Linked DNA regions of Sus scrofa: region 1 is linked to region 2. A link is a contact called in public HiChIP or PLAC-seq data. All regions are on one chromosome and are shown on one strand. Each heading gives the region's core, a stretch centred on a gene start, on an enhancer-like site or on the middle of the called end of the contact. The rest is flanking DNA. Distances are from core to core; before and after follow the strand shown.

Region 1 (3,196 bases), core at 334-2,833, 190 kb before region 2:
TCGGGATCCGAGCTGCATCTGTGACCCACACCAAAGCTCACGGCAACGCCGGATCCTTAACCCATTGAGTGAGGCCAGGGATGGAACCCGCAACCCCGTGGTTCCTAGTCGGATTCCTTAACCACTGAGCCACGATGGGGACGCCAATAAAGCATTTTTAAATTAAAGTATACATTGTTGTTTTTGTTGTTGTTTGTTTGTTTTTTGTTTGAGGCTCTGTCTATGGTATATGGAAGTTCCTGAGCCAGGGATCAAACCTACACCACAGCAGCACCCTGAGTCACTGCAGTGACAAGGCTGCCTACTGTGCCACAAGGAACTCCTACATTTCTTTTTTTTTTGTCTTTTTGCCTTTTCTAGGGCCCCTCCCACAGCATATGGAGGTTCCCAGGCTAGGGGTCTAATCGGAGCTGTAGACGCCGGCCTACGCCAGAGCCATAGCAACATGGGATCCGAGCCGCATCTGCAACCTACACCACAGCTCACAGCAATGCCAGATCCTTAACCCACTGAGCAAGGGCAGGGATCGAACCCGCAACCTCACGGTTCCTAGTTGGATTCATTAACCACTGAGCCACAACAGGAACTCCTACTTTTTTTTTTTTTCAAAGACGTAATGCTATTGCTCACTATACTGTAAGGTAACCTAACTTTTATATGCACTGGGAAACCAAAAATTCATGTGACTTTATTGCTACTTTGGCTTTACTGTGATACTGGTTTTACTCCAGTGGTCTGGAACCCAACCCAAAAGAAATATCTACATGATGTGTCTGTGTTTGGCCTCTTCCCTCTGTACTTTTCACGACACTTCCCACTTCCTGTTACCTAACCCCTCCATTCCATCTCCATAAACATAATTAAAAAAAAAAAAACAGCAACAACCAGGCTTGAAGGCTAAACTATTAATGGACACTTGTCTTGAGTACCATCTCCTTCAACCCTCATGAAACCCACCTGCAGTAGCAATTCTTATGATGATTCCTATTTTACAGACGAGGAATTCAAAGCCAGGGAGGTTCAGTCACTTGCCCAAGGCTGCATCATTCTAAATTGGGGAGCAAGACCTGAACTCTTATCTGTCTTGTATCTGAGTCCATGTGGTCACACACTTGGCAGAACTTTCTCCCTGTCCCCATGGCACATCCCTGTAAGCCTGGTCCTTAACACATTGTTGACCAAATCTCCCGTGCCTGGGGAGTATAAATAGTGATTCTACACACAGATACGTCAAAGCCTTTCTCCCTCATAGTTCCTCAGCTCTGTACTGGCCTCTGTGACTTTTCAGAGGCTGCCGAGTTGCCTGGTTACGAGGGTGCTTCCGAAAGCACGCAACTCCTTTTTTCTTGCAACATTCCATGTATTAATTCTTTGGGCCACATCTTAACTAACATCACGCTTGGGGTTTCAGAAACAACGTGACCCCTTTCTTGGGGGCAAAGAGGCTCACAGCCTGGAAACCACGCATGGGATAAAGGATGACTCTGACATTCAGGACTTCAGGTCCTGGAAGAGCTGTCAGGGGAGAAGGTCAGAGCAGCAGGACTTGCCTGGCCTGCTGTGTGTCAGACGCTGTTAATGTTGCTTCCGATTGTTGGTTTGAGAGCCAAGATCGTGCTCCTTCCTCTTTTATCTGGGGTGAGGGCGTTTGGCCTTGGCTGCACTTCCTTTGACTCATGAGGCAAGTGCTAAATATGGTTTCTCTTGTGCCTGCTATTAGAAAATGTCCCCTGCCAGGCAGGACAAAAAATATACAAAGCCCCCTGAGACAAGGAGGCTCTCTCAGAACAGCTCTTTTTGATGATAAATTCTGCCCAGGGCTGCAACCTTGCACAACTCCAGGAGGTGCTGTTTACATAGAAAGTACATGAAACACTAAGAATGCTCCTCCACTGGCCTCCAACCTAGTGGCAACCCTAAAACCTTGCAGTGCAGTGGCCTTGATGCTGTCTCCTTCCAGTTCCCAGGTCAAAAATTAAGGTTAGTTCTGCTGAAAATGAGGAAAAGGGAGAATTTTAAGAAACACTGTGCCTCCAAATTCTTGCAGTTCCAGCATTTTTGAAAAGGTCTTAATGAAAATTAGTACCAGAGTTCCTATCGTGGCGCAGCGGAAAGGAATCTGACTAGGAACCATGAGGTTGCATGTTCAATCCCTGGCCTCACTCAGTGGGTTAAGGAGCCAGTGTTGCTGTGAGCTCTGGTGTAGGTTGAAGATGCGGCTCAGATCCTGCTTTGCTGTGGCTGTGGTATAGGCCGGCAGCTGTAGCTCCGATTACACCCCTAGCCTGGGAACCTCCATATGCCATGAGTGCAGCCCTAAAAATCCCCCCCCCAAAAAAAAGTACCAAAAAAATTATTTTAGGAGTTCCCTGGTGGCCTAGTGTTTAAGGATTCTGTGTTGTCACTGCTGTGGCTTGAGTTTGATCCCTGGCCCTGAAAGTTCCACATGACTCGAGTGTTTCCCTGCCTCCCCCCCCAAAAAGTGAGAGAGAAATGCCCTGATCAGGTATATTCAGAAAATTCCAGGTTAAGTAAAATGAAACAGATTGCTTTGCGACAGGACTTATCAGAGACTTTCATACACTAAAGAATCTTTAAATCCAAGAGGAAGAAGGAAGACATGGGCTGTGGCATTTCTCAAACTTATTTCACTGTAGAATCTGCCCTCCCCACCCTTTTTAGGGCCACACCTGGAAGTTCCCAGGCTAGGGATCGAATCGGAGCTGCAGCTGCCAGCCTACACCACAGCCACAGCTACACCAGATCCGAGCTGCATCTGTGACCTACACCACAGTCTTTGGCAATGCCAGAACCTTAACCCACTGAGCAAGGCCAGGGCTCAACCCCGCATCCTCATGAATAAGCTGAGCCACAACGGAACTCCCTCCTTTTCCCCTTTTTGAAAACTAATGTTTCAGGAAACACAATGTGAAACTCTGGGGCAAGAATGTATTTCCCAAAAAATCAACTTTCCTCAAGGACGTACCGAAAACATCATTTCCCCCCTCCTGCCCCTCCCAGCTTGAATAACTGTGTTCGATCCCTGAAACTGCTGAGAAGGCGCCCAGCCCACCAGTTCACAGGCCCCAGAATCAACTGTGGTATCTGTTGAACTCTAGGATGTGTGCTTGTCGAGCTGGTCCAGTGTGTGTGGCTGAGAAGCCTCAGCTTCCCACCCAGGGCTGCAGCTCCCAGA
Region 2 (3,089 bases), core at 278-2,777:
TGGACCCTAGTCAGATTCGTTTCCACTGTGCCACGAAGGGAACTACCCCCACAGCGGACATTTTAACTCCCCTCCTCTACTCACTTAAGCTATGGTTGCCTTTGCCCAGTGTAAGTCAGTTAAAGATCTTTTCCTGGACAAGTGACTCAAATTTTGATTCCTGAGGTATCCTAGCCTGCTTTATTTTTTGAAACTTAATAACTGGGCATGTAAAAGGAAGATTCTAGACTCTGTGTAAACCTCACTTACAGCAGTTAACTCTAATTTACCTTTGATAACCACTGCCAATAACATCAACCAATACTAGAAGCCTAATTTCTCTAGCTGTGAATTGCGTTTTTTGACTGATCACAATGTTTTATGAAACATAGCAATAGTACCAAAAACAAAGGCATTCAATGATTCCACAGATTATATCAATGGTAGAATTATGACAAAAAAAGAAATGGCAAATAATGCAGATTAAATGTCAGTTTTAATAATTAAGAAATGTTTTCCCCAAGGCTTCCAGATAAAGATGGCAAGTTCAACATAATAATTCAATTTCACTTCCTCTGAAATTCCACTAAAACCACAGTAAAGGTATATTTTTAAAACCCATAAACTCATAAATCCAGAAAGAAGAGAAAAGGAGACAACAGCAATAAAACTGTGGACACTGGAATGCAGAAAAAGTGACTTCGAATATAGTGGGAAAAGCCAAGAACTAAGTTGATGTGTATCACAGACTCTTCCAAAGGCTCAGGAGCTAAGTGGACTTCCAGAAGTGGGAGGTGGGGAGTAGTAAGAAGGGATATTAAATAAGCAATGATAGAATACAGATATGTTTTGGGGGTTCTTTTGGTCTTTTTAAGGGCCTACCCCCAGCATATGGAAGTTCCCAGGCTAGGGGTTGAATCAGAGCTGTAGCTGCTGGCCTGCACCACACCCACAGCCACAATAATGTGGATCCGAGCTGCATCTGCCACCAACACCACAGCTCACAGCTCACAGTGGATCCTTAACCCACTGAGCAGGGCCAGGGATCCAACCCGCGTCGTCATGGATATTAATCAGGTTTGTTACCTCTGAGCCACAATGGGAACTCCATGAATGCAGTTTTAAAATACATTCCCCACCCCTAGAGGAGTGCTGGCTGGGCTTGGTGACTTTCTTCCAAAAAACAGGGTATGGAAAGAAAGATACAAGTAACTAGAGAAACCAGAGACACCACTTTAGCCAAGTGAGCACTCAGGGTTAAGGTCACCAGTCATAAGTCGTGTTGCTGTCATGGACTCCTGATAGGATACAATGAAAAAGGCAGTTCATCCCTGTGACTTTCTTCCTCCATATTCCTGATGTAATCATGGCAAACCCAAACATTAGGCAAACTCAAATTGAAGGACAGCCTATAAACTACCTGACCAGGACTCTTCAAAACCGCCAAGACCATGGAAGACAAAGAAAAAACTGTCACAGCTTGGAGACCAAGGGAGCATGATTACTGAATGCAGTGTAATATCCTGAAACAGAGAAAGGGAACTGGCGAAAAAACTGTTGAAATCCAAATAAAGTCTGCGGTGATGTTTTCACAGTGTTGCACTCACGGCAATTTCTTGGTTTTGGTAAATGCCGCTGGATTATGGAAGATATTACCATTCAGGGAAGCTTGGGGAAGAGTATACCCAAGCCTGTACCATCTTTGCAAATTTTTGTAAATCAAAATTATTTCAAAATAAAAAAATTTTAAATATTAAAAAAAAAGAAAAGGAGCTAGAGTGCTAGCTCCCCTCCCTCATGGTATTAACTCCTACAGAAAACTGGAACTGGTGGCAGAATGATGGAACAGCTGTGGGAACAGGTACCCAACTGGGAAACAGGAGGACCATCTAAGCATGTGGACACTGAATGATAAAAGCCAGTACCAGCCTTAGAACTGGGCGCATGGGCCCCACTAGTTAAGAGAGCCCCACCTATCAGAGAGATAGAGAAAATAAGTTCATGAAAGACCATATGGGTATCCTTATCAAGTCGCCGCACTCAGCACTGGCATAGTACCATCTGTAACTTTAAATATGTCCCTTTTGTGCCTCTAACTTCATTTGAGCCCCAGGGAGATGCTTCTCTACATCTCTTGCTCTTGTCCTCCTTTCTCCTCTAAATAAAAGGTGACTGTTCCTGAATGCTGTGTAGGTGTGTGGGTTGTGCTCTTATGTCAGACAGACTTTGCTATGGAAAGAATGTGAACAGCAGAAGCACTTCGCTAAGAGAAAATACAAATTAATTAGTTTGACAAATCGTTCTGAGAGCCTGTGTGAAATAGATACTTATGTATTAAATTCTCAGAGCATCGGATGTCCATTTTTTTTATTTCATTTTGAATTCCAGTTGGAGGATCCAGTGACATTCGCTAATTAACATACTATTCAGCACCATTATGCATGACAGCTGAGAAACATTTTGCAGTATTAAATAATTCATATTACTTTTTTTGGCTGTGCCCACAGCATATGGAAGTTCCCAGGCCAGGGGTCAAACCCAGCACCTCTACAATGACCTGAGCCACTGCAGAGACCACATCAGATCCTTAACTTGCTGCATCACAGCGAGAACTCCCATATTACTCTCTTGATGTTGTTTTATTTTTTTAATTTTTTATTATAGTTGATTTACAATCCCATATTACTTAAGTCTGTGTGTACATATATCTAGATGTAGAAAGTGTGAAGTGAACTGTATATTTCACAGTGAATGATGGATAGTGATTCTAGGATTGCTATTTGTTTTACTTTTACAAAATTTTTAACGATTTAAATAAAATGTTAAATTTGAATTACCAGACAAGCAACGAGAGAAAGCATGAGATGACTTCTCAGTTCTCTCTCTCGATAAGTTACAGTTTCCTCAAGCAAGGTTTGCACAACAGGTAACACTTATCCAATGTTTCTCAAACCCGAGGCAATTTCCTTCCCTGCCTCACCTTGGGGACAGGCATTTGGCAATACCTGGAGACGTTTTTGACTGCCATGATTCAAGGATGGGCTGCTACTGGTGTCTGGTAGGTAGAGGCCAAGAATGCTGCTAAACATCTCACAATGCACAGGGCAGCC

What was found. HiChIP or PLAC-seq counts read pairs in DNA pulled down with a chosen protein or histone mark.
Region 1: a contact with region 2 is called in an H3K27ac HiChIP or PLAC-seq map of alveolar macrophages. The contact joins two enhancer-like sites. A contact is called at or near these places in 1 of 47 Hi-C or Micro-C datasets (fetal heart ventricle) and 1 of 2 datasets of contacts at active chromatin or transcription factors (alveolar macrophages).

The regions. Positions count from the first base shown.
Region 1 is chr1:261,620,173-261,623,368 of Sscrofa11.1, reverse strand. No RefSeq gene overlaps it. Among named protein-coding and RNA genes, the nearest start is that of GGTA1P, 34 kb to the right of the region's middle. Within about 2 kb of position 1,583, at least 28 of the 83 cell types and tissues checked have an H3K27ac peak or open chromatin away from gene starts, as enhancers often do. A contact at or near this core is called in alveolar macrophages, where this site is marked.
Region 2 is chr1:261,425,354-261,428,442 of Sscrofa11.1, reverse strand. It overlaps the pseudogene LOC110259667. Among named protein-coding and RNA genes, the nearest start is that of STOM, 19 kb to the right of the region's middle. Within about 2 kb of position 1,527, at least 4 of the 83 cell types and tissues checked have an H3K27ac peak or open chromatin away from gene starts, as enhancers often do. A contact at or near this core is called in alveolar macrophages, where this site is marked.